2 separate regions of the Mus musculus genome follow, and region 2 is linked to region 1. Evidence: chromatin contacts called from public Hi-C data. All regions are on one chromosome and are shown on one strand. The core of a region is the stretch at or near the end of the contact, and the rest is flanking DNA. Distances in the headings are between cores, read along the strand shown.

Region 1 (6,251 bases), core at 2,298-4,797:
CAGCCAGCCAGCCTCTGCTGGTGACTCTGGACAGTGAGAGACCTGAGAAAGGAGCTGGATCCAGCAGCAAGCAGTTGTGCGGTATTAGCTGGACAGCAACCGGCAGGTATTGGCTGGTCCTGGAGTCCCTCACTGGGTAGAGGCTGTTCTGCTGTCTCCTGTTCCCAGATCTGCAGTGATCTTTTACAGGTGTGTGGGGGGGGGGGGGGGAGTGGTACTCTACCATCACATGTGGGTGGTGGAGACTGTAGTTGGAGCATTCTTCCAAGTTACAGGAGACCCCCGAATTCTACTTTGCACCAGCACTTCTGAGGCGGGGTGCCATGTCCCCCACAGCTTTGAGAGAGGCCGCTGTGTGGAATCTCATTATTCTGCAGTGCATTCCATTAGAGAAGAGAGCACAGGGCATGCGTGTTCTTCATTAACTCATGGCTGAGGCTAATAGCATTGCAAGCCCCCATTCCCACGGTGCACTGCAGGGTGTTGGTCAGTTACAGGGCATGCTCCTGCCATAGGCAACGGGGCTCTGCAGACCTTCTGGGTCCTCCTTTTGAGCTACATGAAGAGACCTGAAGGTTGAAACTTGAGATAATAGTCCCGGGGGACATCAAGTCTACCTCAGACATGCTCAGGACACCCTGGGAACAGGCAAGGCTGGGGGAAGGTTAATGCATAGCAGAACTGGAAAGAGAAAGAAGCCAGTCACAACGGGGGCAGTGTGTTAGGGAAAGAGAGGCCTGGAGACCAAGAGTTTCTCCATCAGGAAAATTGATGAAGCAAGCTCTCCGGCCAAGGACATTATTTTTGTCTAGGGGCGACGATTGTTGTTTTGGGTTTGGGGTTTTTAAATTGCTGCTCTGAGAGGTGTCTTAGTTAGAGTTACTATCTGCTGTGAGGAGTCACTATGACCAAAAGCAGCCTGGGGGAGGGGCAAAGATTTATTTGGCTTACACTTCCACATCACTGCTCATCAGCCCAAGAAGTTGGGACAGGAATTCGGGGCAGGGAGCCGGAGGCAGGAGCAGAGGCCATGGAGAGGTGCTGCTGATTGACTGATATGCTCACTCAGCCTGCTTTCTTCTAGAACCCAGAGCTGGGACCACCCACAATGCACTGGGCCTTCCCCCATCAATCACTCATTAAGGAAACGTCCTACGGGCTTGTCTACAGCCCTATCTTATTGTCTTATTGGAACACTTTCTTTCTTTCTTCCTTCCTTCCTTCCTTCCTTCCTTCCTTCCTTCCTTCCTTCCTTCCTTTCTTTCTTTCTTTCTTTCTTTCTTTCTTTCTTTCTTTCTTTCTTTCTTTCTTTCTTTCTTTCTTTCTTTCTTTTCCAAGACAGGGTTTCTCTGTGTAGCCCTGGCTGTCCTGGAACTCACTTTGTAGACCAGGCTGACCTCAAACTCAGAAATCCGCCTGCCTCTTCCTCCCAAGTGCTGGGATTAAAGGCGTGAGCCACCACCACCCAGCTGGGAACATTTTCTTAACTGAGGTTCCTTCCTCTTTTCTGTGTCAACTTGACACCAAACTATGCAGCCCAGTTGTTGTTGTTGTTGCTGCTGCTGCTATGTTTGTTCTTTGTTTCTGAGGCTGGGCCTCATACCTCCGGTTGACTTTCAACTGCTTATACACACCTTTTCATCACCCTCCCCCCACCCTGCCCTGCCTGCCACCTCAAGTGCTGGGGTTTAATGTGGTGTGAGAGATTGTACCCAGGGGTTCATGTGTGCCAAGAAGCACTCTATTAACTGAGTCATAGCCCTCTCTTTCCCTCCCCCACCCCACTATTCTGATTGTTTACTGATCGCATAGATCCCATCCCTCATCGTCACATTCAGAGTTCCCGTTGTCTGTGCTTGTTTCAGAACTGGGAACATAGTGACCAGCCGCCAGCCCTGACCTTGGCCGGTGGCCCCTTCCCCCACCCGGGGATGGTGGGCCCAGCCTCTTTTCACTCCTACCTCGGTCTTTCCCATTGAAGGGTCTCTGGATACCAAGGAGACACTCCTCCTCGTACCTCCCCCCACCGGGGCCGATCCAGGATCATCTATTATAAGGCCAGCGAATATTATGTTAACTTTGGGGCACATAAGCAACAAGTTGATCTCAGAGATTCTGTGGCAGAAATTTTTAGAACGGGTCACCAATCTCTCCACGGTGGCTTCCTTAGAACCCACACTGTCACCGAGTCTTGAAGGGTGGTCAGCAGCTCTCTAGGCTAGGGTGTCATCAGAGTGTTAAGGCTTATCAGAAACAGATCCCTTCAGCATCCCCTTGGAAGGGCAGGGAGGGCTGCTGCGAGCGGGACTGGAAATGAGACTTCCTTTTGGAAGGAAGAGGAGACCCAGCAGGGCTCAACCTGAAAAGCAATAACCAACCATCTCCCACCATGCCCTGCAGTCAGGGCAGCACCAGCCAGAGGCCCGGCCCCAGGAAGGCTTTGGGGAGCAGGCTGCAGGAGCAGAGAGAACTCATGGCTCTCTTTGGGAGCAAGAGAGGATTCAGGGGGAAGCCTGCCAGATGTGGAACTGATGTAGACCTCGCACATAATAAAGCCGGCAGGCCGGCCCAAAGGCACGCACTGTACTCTCAAGCCATCTTAAATTTTGCCAAAACCCCGGGGTTTATGCCAGAAAGAAGACCTCGAGTTGGAGTTGGAGGTGGGGTGGGGTGAGGGCAGTGGGTATTGTTGTTTCATAACAAGCTAAGCTAATTTATTTGTTTTGACTTGCGCCTTTTAAACAGGGTTTCATCATTTAATGTGTTTTCCATCTTATCCTGTTACACGGGCAGGAACCCTTGTGTTTGTTTACTCGTGGGAGGCTTCCCATTCCCAAAGTCCCATTTAGTCAGCCGGGCAGGGAGATGGTATTTTGATAGCCTGTGCTTGCCGGTGCCTTGCTGCCGTCTCCATTTTCACTCCCCTTGGTGAGTTGAACCACAGCCACCACATTTGTGGTACTTCTGCTCCAGTGTGAATTCCAGGCAGGAGCATGGGCAGACCTTGTCGCTGCCGCTGAGTCCTGCCTCTCCCCAACCCCCCTGCCTCTTGGCTGTCCTTGATCTCTAGGTAGAGACCCTCTGCCCTAAAGAGAAAACCAGACTGGCTTTGTTCTCCTGCTGGACGCCCCAGTGAGATGCTAAACAGAGACTCGAGAGAGTGAATGAACTTGGCTAGGGAGATCTATCCTTGTCCAAGCCACCATCTTGGTATGGTCATGCCTTACCGAACAGAAAGCAAGCCTAGGAGAAGCCCCTGGTAAAACTCCAAGTGATGCCTGTGTGATTCCAGGAGGACTGCGGGGACTTTTGGACTTGTTTCATCTTGAGTTCCCTAAGCACAACGAGCCTGTCATCCAAACAAAAAGTTTAACTTCTTTTTTTTTTTAAGGTGTATACAGTTTTACGCTCTATGAGTATGGCATTTTGCCTGTCTGAACACCATTGAGGCCAAAGGAGGGGCTTGGATCCCCGAACTAGAACCACAGAGCTAGCTACCATGTGACACTGGGAAAGACCCAGGCCCTCTGCAAGAGCAGTCAGTGCTCCCAGTTCCCGAGTCTCCTCTCCAGCCCGTAGATGTGTAACGTTCAACCAGCTGAAAACTGCTCCATTTTCTAATGGAGGCTTAAGAAAGAATAAAAACAAAAGTTAAAGAGAAAATAATGGCTCGGAACAGCTGAAGTAAATCTGATTGTAGCAGCAATTACAAGGCATGTAAATTGGTTGAATCAATTAAAAGAAAGCCTTTCGTTTTAGATTAAAAAAAAAAAAGAGGACATGAGTAATAAATTGTTTCAGGAGATGGGCTTAAAATAAAGGGATGAAAAATGCAGACATGTACAGTCAAAATAAGTTTTAGGTAGCGATTGCTTGTGGGGCTATTGTTTTATTTTTCAAAGTATAATTACATTTTTCCACGCTTCCCTTTCTTCCCTCCAACCTCCCCCGTACCCCATAATTCCTACCCCTCTCAAAGTCATGACCTCTTTTTTAGTTGTTATTGTTTTACACACACACACACACAGAGAAACAAAGAGACACATAGACACACACACATACACACAGAGAGAGACAGAGAGAAGACAGAGAGACAGATATACAGACACTCAAAGACACACACATATAGAGACACACAGACACACATATGCACAGAGAGATAGAGACAGACACACACAGAGACACAAAGAGACACACACATAGACACATATACAGAGAGACAGATAGACAGACAGACAGACACAAAGGCACACAGACCCAAAGAAACACACACAGAGACACACACACATACACACAGAGAGGCACATACAGAGACACACATACACACACAGAGAGACAGACACACACATATACACAGACACACACATGCAGAGAGAGAGAGACAGACAGACAGACAGACACAGACACAAAGACACAAAACAGATAGACACACAGACAGACACAGAGAGACACACAGACAGACAGACAGACAGGCAGACACACACACACACACACACACACACACACACACACACACACACACACACACAAACACACACACACCTGCTAAGTCCCTTCAGTGTTGGATAACCAGTTAGGGAGCCCCCTCTAGGGAACCTTGGTCCCAGTATCCCTTAGCTGCCTGCAGTTATTTGTGTAGGGTTGGGGCCCTATGAGATTCTCCCTTCTACAATCGCATGCCTATCCGCAATGTCCTTGTGCAGGTCTGGTTTAGGCAGATATATTGTTGGGGTACCCTGGCGACATTTTTCCATTATTTCTAGGACACACAGTCTCACAGCTGACTTCCCAGTCCTCTGTCTCTTATAAGCTTTCCATTTCTGAGACGTTCCCTGAGCCTTAGGCATAGGAGTTAGATCCACTGAGGCTAGGCTCCCTGGGATCAGTTCCTCGACCCGTTTTAATCAGTCTTTGTCTGATGCAAAGAGAAGTTTCTTTAATGAGGGAGAGAGCTGTACTTGTTGGTGGATATAAGGACAGGTATTTAGAACACAGGAATTGTGCTGGTCTAGTGAAGTGCTTGTAGTAGATCCTCGAGGATCCGTGGTCTCCTTACCCCTTAGTAGTTGGATAGCTTTCTAGTGGCAAGCTCAGCTTACCCCCTGTTGAGTGGGCCTTATGTCCACTTAAGCAGCTGTTGGTTACTGCTAAGATAGGAGTACCACTATTGCCCTTTTTGGTATGTCTTGCTGGTCATTGTACTCTATAGGCTTATCACACTGTCTCGGCAGTTTGCATGGTACTTTCTGATACCGTGAAAGCTTGTCCTAAGAGAGGAGGCTGTCAGGTTTGAGCCAACTCAAGCCATCTAAGTCCCGTGTTCAAAGTGCGTGGTGTCTGTAGCAAAAACGACATCTCCCCAACTTCTGGAAGGCAACCAGGGGAAACAGCAACAGCCCATATTGTTCTTGCTTGGAGTCCCCTGAGCAACAACTTATAAGAGGAGTCCACCTGCTTGGAATTTGGGTTTCGTCAGCTAGTCAGTGACTCTTAGGGGGAGCGTTGTCAACCCAAATATCATACCTTTGTTTAATATGTGTGTGCATATGTGTACATGTGTGTGTATATATTATATGCAATTTTAGGTGGATAAAAACAGCATGATATTCCTTGTGGTTTTTCAAATATCCTTAACGGTACTTGTTCTTCATCTTTCTTTGTCTCGATTGACCTATGTCCTTTCTCCTTCTCGCCCAACTGAAGCCACACTTGCCCGTTTTCCCCATTCCTTCCTTCATATCAATTGTACCCTGCTATTGCTTTCTCCAGACCCTCTCCATTCTCCATGGTCCCTTTGGATGCCCCTGGGCTCTGCAGTTGCTCCAGGTTAGACACGGATGAGAGAGAATAGGCTACACTTGTCTTCCCAGGTCTGAACCCTCTCGCTCCATGGAATCGTTTCTAGCTCCAGTCGCTTATCTGCAAAGGTTATTTCTCTTTTTTTTTTAATTTTTTTATTAGGTATTTTCCTCGTTTACATTTTCAATGCTATCCCAAAGGTCCCCCATACCCACCCCCACAATCCCCTACCCACCCACTCCCCCTTTTTGGCCCTGGCGTTCCCCTGTACTGGCGCATCTAAAGTTGGCAAGTCCAATGGGCCTCTCTTTGCAGTGATGGCCGACTAGGCCATCTTTTGATACATATGCAGCTAGAGTCAAGAGCTCCCGGGTACTGGTTAGTTCATATTGTTGTTCCACCTATAGGGTTGCAGATCCCTTTAGCTCCTTGGGTAATATCTCTAGCTCCTG
Region 2 (5,956 bases), core at 2,555-5,054, 260 kb before region 1:
CGAGCTTAGCGCTCGCGAGCGCCTGGCCATGGCTGCACAGGGATGGGTGCCAGCCGCCGCGCGACCTCCCTCCCCACCTTCCTCCACCCACATCTTTCTCATATTCCTTCTCTCCTCTGCTTTCCACCCCATAGCATGGTGAGGGGTGGGCGGCAGTGAGGTTTGGCTGAGGCTTGGTAAGCGGGTGTCCCGGGCACGAGAACACCCCAAGCACCCCCCCACCCAGATGTGGGAGTTGTGCCTGAGTAATGGAGACACTGGCCCTATGCGCCTTTCTGGTCGTACCTCCCAGCAACCTGGAGGAATGGTGGTAGACAATTCCACAGGTGCGACACTGCTAAGGAGGGCTGGGCCAGGGGTGCAATGGTAACCCAGGGGGCGAGCTTGGAGGTCCAGTCTCGCCTTACACAGCACCTTTCTCCCCATACCACCCAAAGCTGGGAAAAGTTAGACAGCGCTAAAATTGTCTTACTGCGCTCGCGCACCATAGCAAATGATCACCCCATTGCCTCACCAATCTCCTCATGGGTCTCTCATGAGTCTTCTTCTGGCCTGAAGTTCTCTGCGCAGGTGTGGCACGTGTAAGTGCATTTGCCATCCCAGGGAAACTCCTTCCTCCTCCGCCCATCTCCAGCCCCCCCCCACCCCTGCAGGACCTGGGTTCTTTCCCGTCCCTACTTTCCCCTAGAGTCACTATGGGGATGCCAGGGAGAAATTTGTGTTTAGTTCTTTTTGGTTTTTCAAAGACACGAGAAAATAAACGGACCAAAGGCAATCAGAGCAACTTCCTTCAAGTCTTTATTATTGTAGCTTAAAAGTTTATACACAAGGAATGTTTCCAACACAACATTCACTGATTGGTCTTCACCCCGCCCCACAACCCGCGCTTTCTGCCTAGGACTCCCAAGTTCTTCCCCTTCTCCTTGTCTTAGAACTAATCCCTTCTCCAAAAAGTTCTCGCATCCCTCCTGGGGACCTGCGAACCTCGCAGATTGATTCCCCAAGCCACTTCCTTTGGTCTCGAAGTCCATCCCTTACCATGTCCCTCTTCCACCCCTTTTTCGACGGTTCCCTGTGGAACCCAGAGCACTCTCCCCCTCTTACTTTAGGCGCTGTTTCGAGCCTCTCTGCAATTCAGAGCCGACCCGTGGTCAAGCCCAGTTAGAGGCGGTTCGTCATCAGCAGCCAGGGCTCCAGCGCACCCAAAGCTAGGCGGGGAAATTACCCTGCCCACCCTTTCCCTATCTCGAGCCCCTCCCCCAACCCAGGGATAAGAAATAAACACAAAAGCAGCAGGACTCCCTGCGCTCGACAGGTGGGTGCCAGGCAACTAGCTAGAGCCTGAGGCGCTGCTGGAACCCAGCTGCGCTCAGGGCGCGCGGGCGTGGCCAACAAGTCCGAGCTGTGAAATGCTGGGGACTTTCGCGCTTTGCCGAAGCAGCGCTGGAGACCTGGTGTCAGAAAGTCCAGCAGGTAAACTCCAGCAGGGACAAAGCTGTCAGTTCGAGCCACAGCAATGCTCCTGAGAGCAAGCCAAAAACGTACAAAAGGGAGTCACTATAGCAGAGTCTCAAGTTAGCCAGACTCAGCCTGAGTTCTGTGGCTGTGCTCATCTGTGTCATGGGGATCCCCCACAACCTTTGACTTTCTTTGGAGCATTTGCACGTGGGCTTCGAAGGCCCAGGAGACCCGGCCCACCAATTCAGTCACTTGTCCCTTGGTTATTTAGAATCGATGTGGCCTAGTACCATGCAACTGTTCATCATAGCGCTCCAACCAAGTGCGCAACTCAGACACCTGGTAACCGTCGGGGCCACGGCCTCCCTGGTACATGATGGTGCCACTCTGGATGACGTAGAGGCGCTCAAAATAGGCACCATATGCGGAACTGCTAGAGTTGGCCATAGTGTCCAGGACCAGAGCACAGCCAGGTGCACCTTGTTGTAGTACTCTCGCTGCGCTGACACGGTCCTCCAGGCTGCGGTGCTGGGGGATGACATAGGGTGAATCTGTGGTGACCCAGCCGTCGGATGGGTGGGCTTCCTCGATGTAGATGATAAGGAAGTCAACGTCGCGCTGGTACTTGGTGACCAGGCGCTGGAAGGCGCTCATCCGCGCCATGAACGGTGGTCAGGTACAGCTGCCAAAATTGAGCACCAACGGGCGGGTCCCTTGTGCGTAGTCGAGGATGCGCTGGCTCTGGAAGCCATCAGGTCGGACAACCTCCGAGTTGGGCGCTGGGCCACCCTCATGGGCTTGCTTGAAGAAATCCAATTTCTGGCCATGCCACACGGCTTTGAGAGAGGCCAGGGTGCACAGACGGTTGTCGTCTGATACGCATATGGGCGGGTCGTCAGGGGGCATCTCCTCGCCTTCACTGTTGAGCTCTACTTCGGGCTCAGGGTGGTCAGGATGGCGACGGCGCAGGAAATGCTTGCGGATGCACAAGAAATCTAAAAGCCAGAGCATGAAGGCCGTGCCTAGGAAGCGCGGGAACAGCACGAGGCACGAGGCGGTCTGGGCGCAGAGCCTCAGCGAGTGAAGCAGCAGAGAGCGGAGCATGGTGGCCGCGGGCCCCGAAGCCCCCGGGGGCCCTTCACCTTCTCCGACCACCAACCTCGAGGCGGCCTGGCGAGGCATCTGGTCCTCGGTGCTCTGGGAGCTCAATTTATAGTCAAAGCTTGAATTGGCGGGAGACTCCACCTCCGACCGGGGCCCGCCCCCTTGCAACTTGAGCCCGGAGGGATCACCCAGAGGCGCGGCCAATGCCCCAGAAATCTTGGGTCGAGGGCGGGCGCAGGCTGGTCGAGGGTGGAGCGGTGCGTCCCGGGGCTGGCAGGGGCGGGCCTGAGTCCCGCAGCCCGCTCTCAGGGGCGGGGGACCCCGAAGCCGCTGTGTCCAGGGACTAGGAGCCCGATCTCAGAGCCAAGCAGTCAGTGGTGGCAATGGTGTAACCCGCGCAAGCGCCTCGCACCTCCTAGGTCCCAGCGGGCGGGTCCCAGCCCGCGCCCTCTTCGCCGCGCACCTGAGCTGAGTTCCCCGGCGGCCGCAGCGCCGCGCCGGAGCTCCGGTTCGCTTCCCGCGCGCCGCCGCCAACGCCGCCCACGCTGCTGCTGCTCGTGCGGGGTCGCTGCCCAGGTACCGCGGGAGTCCAGGTCTGCGGCCGCCGCTCGGCCGGCCCCCGGCTGCAGCCCCGCCGGGGACGCGGGCCCGCGAGGAGGCAACTTTGGGTTCCCGCCGCCTTCCCCGCTCGCCCGCGGGCGCCGCTCGACTGCCGCAGCCCGTCCGCCCGCCTCCCGCGCGCGCTCACACTCGCGCCTCGCACACGGCCGCCCCCCGCACCGCCCCGCCACGCACACCGCGCTCCGCGCCCCCCGCCGCTGCCCGAGCTTGCCGCGCGCCGCCCCAGTCCGCGCCGCGCCCGCCCCGTCCCATCTCGCTCCCGCCGGACGCCGCGGTTCCCGGGTCAGCTGCCCCTCGGCTCCAGCCCGGAGGTGCCGAGGGCAGGGCCCGCGGGTGGGCTGGCGCCCAGCTCGGGAGACCCGGAGAGTCGCGGCAAGCGACGCCGGGCCTCGCCCTCGGCCGGCTCCGGGACGCCCTGGGCGCGGGGCGCTGCGGGCGCGGGGCGCGGGGCAGCGGGCGCGGGGCGGCGCCGGCCCCGGGCGGCTCTCCCACTAGGGGTAGCTGTTGCCTGAACGCGGGAGCGCTCCCCTCTCGCCGCTTGCCTCGCCCGGCGCAGCCCCGGCCGCCGGGCGCACCCGTCCCGTTCGTCCCCGGACGTTGCTCTCTGCCCCGGGAACGTCGAGACTGGAGCGCCCGAACTGAGCCACCTTCGCGAACTCGGAGCGCGGCGGCCCGACTCAACCGCGGAGGCGCCCGGACGCGTAAAGTGCGTACTTTCAACAGGGAACGTGTGCTGAGGCTTTTTAGGGGTGCGGGGCAACTCCCCAACAGCGTGGGGCTCTGGTCGGCTCTGCCACAGCGGCGCAGACCTCCTAATCTGTCTCTGCGCGTGGCGCACTGCTGGAGACTTGGGTTCAGGGGCGGCGGGGCTGCTTGACCTGGGGTCCTCGAGACCCTAAGCAAGTTCCACTTTAGATACACCTCACAATGACCCCTCAGGTCAAGGCCTCAACCCGAAGGCAGCGCCTAAGAATCGCACTCCCTAGAATGCTCCAGCACTCACAGGGGCCTTCTCTGGGGTAACGGGACCCCAGCCGGATACTACAGCTCCAGCTGCTTGCGTCCCATGCATCGCCCTCTCGGGAGAGACCAGCTACCTAACTTTCTCTACCAGAGACCGCGCTGGCGTCTCGGGAGGGTGAGCACAGTCAGACCACTTTCCATTAGCCATGGAACTTGTCCGGAAAAGTCGACCTCAAGTAGCCCAGAGGGCGCCCAGGTAGGCGCCCGCCCTCACCACCTGGTTTCTGCTGTCCTGGCAGGATGCTCTGCCCAGGGAGTCCCTCGGTCGCGGGACCTGTGGCCGCCAGAGCAGCTGGATCTGGAGTGTGCTGCCTGTGAACAGCCTGTGAAAGTGGCTCTTCTCCCTCTGGGTCAGAGGATGTCTCTGCTCTGGGGGCAAGGGAGTAAACATCAGCACTTCCCACCTGAAGGAAGCCATCAGACTCCTTTGCTGTTTCTAGCACTCTTTGTAAGGTCTTTCAGGAGGACTTCAGAAATCTCCCTGAACGTGCCTGGCTGGGGGTTCCACTCATGGTTCTATCCCTAAGCAGGGCTCCTCTGAGCTTACAGATCAACCCCCCCCCCACTCTCTTTCAGACTTAGGTGGTAAAGTGAGAAGAGACTCTGGCTGGAGAGTCTGAGAGACAGATTGGGAGCTTCTGGGCGCTGTCTTGGGTAGAGCAAGAGATAGTTCTCTTCAGCCCAAGATCCCCTCATCTCTGGGAGATACCAGTCTAGGGCTTGTGTCCTGCTTCTTCCTATAAGGACCTGGGACAGGGATATGAGGCCGATCCTCCCCTTCTCGCATTATGTGTGTAGGTGCATATGCCATGTGGCAGCCATAGTCTGGGACAGATAGAAGTCCTTCTGGTCCTGCTCTATGGGACCAGTCACCCCTGAACATCACCCCTTTCTGATATGGGACACTTGGGAAACCCTGCCATCCACATTTCTGGACAGGGGCGGGTGTTGTGTGGGAAATAGGCTACACCCCACACCTCAGGATTCCAGAGCCTTGGATGAAGAACCCAGGCCTTCGACTTCCCTGGCATCCTGTACAGGTGAGGAAAGACCCAAGGGGTGCCAGTGATTCTGGCTTTGGGGACACATACCTGGCTTGACAACCACACCAGTGCTCCCTACCTTTCTGCGGTTCCTCCTCATCTCTATTTTCCTCCCCAGTCCTCTTTTCCCATGCCCTTCAGGGGAGCACCCCTAACTAGCTGTAGTTCTCAGCCTTTCTACCAGTTACTTAAACTATCTTGTCTTGTCCCAGTGGTCTAGAACATGAATACTGGCCCAAGGCCAAGACTCTTCTGAAATCCATGAGGGGTGTAGGCCTCAGTGGACCTGGCAGATTTGGGAAGGGACACAAGTTGGGGTACTTGTCCTGTTTCAAGAGCCGGGGTGGGATGGTATGCTCTGGGCTCTCCTGCCTGCTTTCTCCCAGCTCCAGCAGAGGGCAGACAGGGAGAGAAAGGAGGGATGCACTGGGCTGGGTCCATTTGGTATCTTGGACCAACTTGGTGGAGGAGGAGGGCCAAGGTCCTGGCATGACTGAGGAGGACTGGCCTTTGGCCAGTCTTCCACTCCCAAGATTTGGGTAGTAGTGGTCTGCCAGGGAAGGAGTGCTTAGAGGGCCTGACACTAACCCCTTCATCTCCTAGCCTCCGGGTGGGGTTGGTGTGCAGTGTGTGGCAGGCATAGTCTCTGCCTCCCATTCCCAAGGCTGTCAGGAGACACCCATGCAGGTTGGTGGGTCTTGCCACTG

Evidence for each region. A called contact is a pair of places that touch in the nucleus more often than the background predicts.
Region 2: a Hi-C map of nephron progenitors shows a contact between it and region 1, with 4 times the contacts expected there. The contact joins the promoter of Dio3os here to the enhancer-like site in region 1. A contact is called at or near these places in 5 of 39 promoter capture datasets (cranial neural crest, embryonic stem cells and liver), 13 of 484 Hi-C or Micro-C datasets (beige adipocytes, embryonic stem cells, gonadal supporting cells and 6 more), 9 of 115 datasets of contacts at active chromatin or transcription factors (embryonic forebrain, embryonic stem cells, forebrain and 4 more) and 4 of 9 other capture datasets (adipose tissue, embryonic stem cells, liver and 1 more).

The regions. Positions count from the first base shown.
Region 1 is chr12:110,017,592-110,023,842 of GRCm38.p6, reverse strand. It overlaps Gm34667 (a long non-coding RNA gene), which reads left to right. Exons shown (of 3, transcript XR_872997.2): 1 at 1-189. Among named protein-coding and RNA genes, the nearest start is that of Gm34667, 3.3 kb to the left of the region's middle. Within about 2 kb of position 3,547, at least 7 of the 459 cell types and tissues checked have an H3K27ac peak or open chromatin away from gene starts, as enhancers often do. A contact at or near this core is called in nephron progenitors, where this site is marked.
Region 2 is chr12:110,275,916-110,281,871 of GRCm38.p6, reverse strand. Dio3os (deiodinase, iodothyronine type III, opposite strand) reads left to right here and starts at 3,804. Exons shown (of 4, transcript NR_002866.2): 1 at 3,804-3,889; 2 at 4,123-4,321; 3 at 4,446-5,246. It overlaps Dio3 (deiodinase, iodothyronine type III), which reads right to left and starts at 2,642. Exons shown (of 1, transcript NM_172119.2): 1 at 775-2,642. The coding sequence starts at 2,640. The coding sequence ends at 1,726. Mir1247 (microRNA 1247) reads left to right here and starts at 3,743; the gene lies at 3,743-3,824.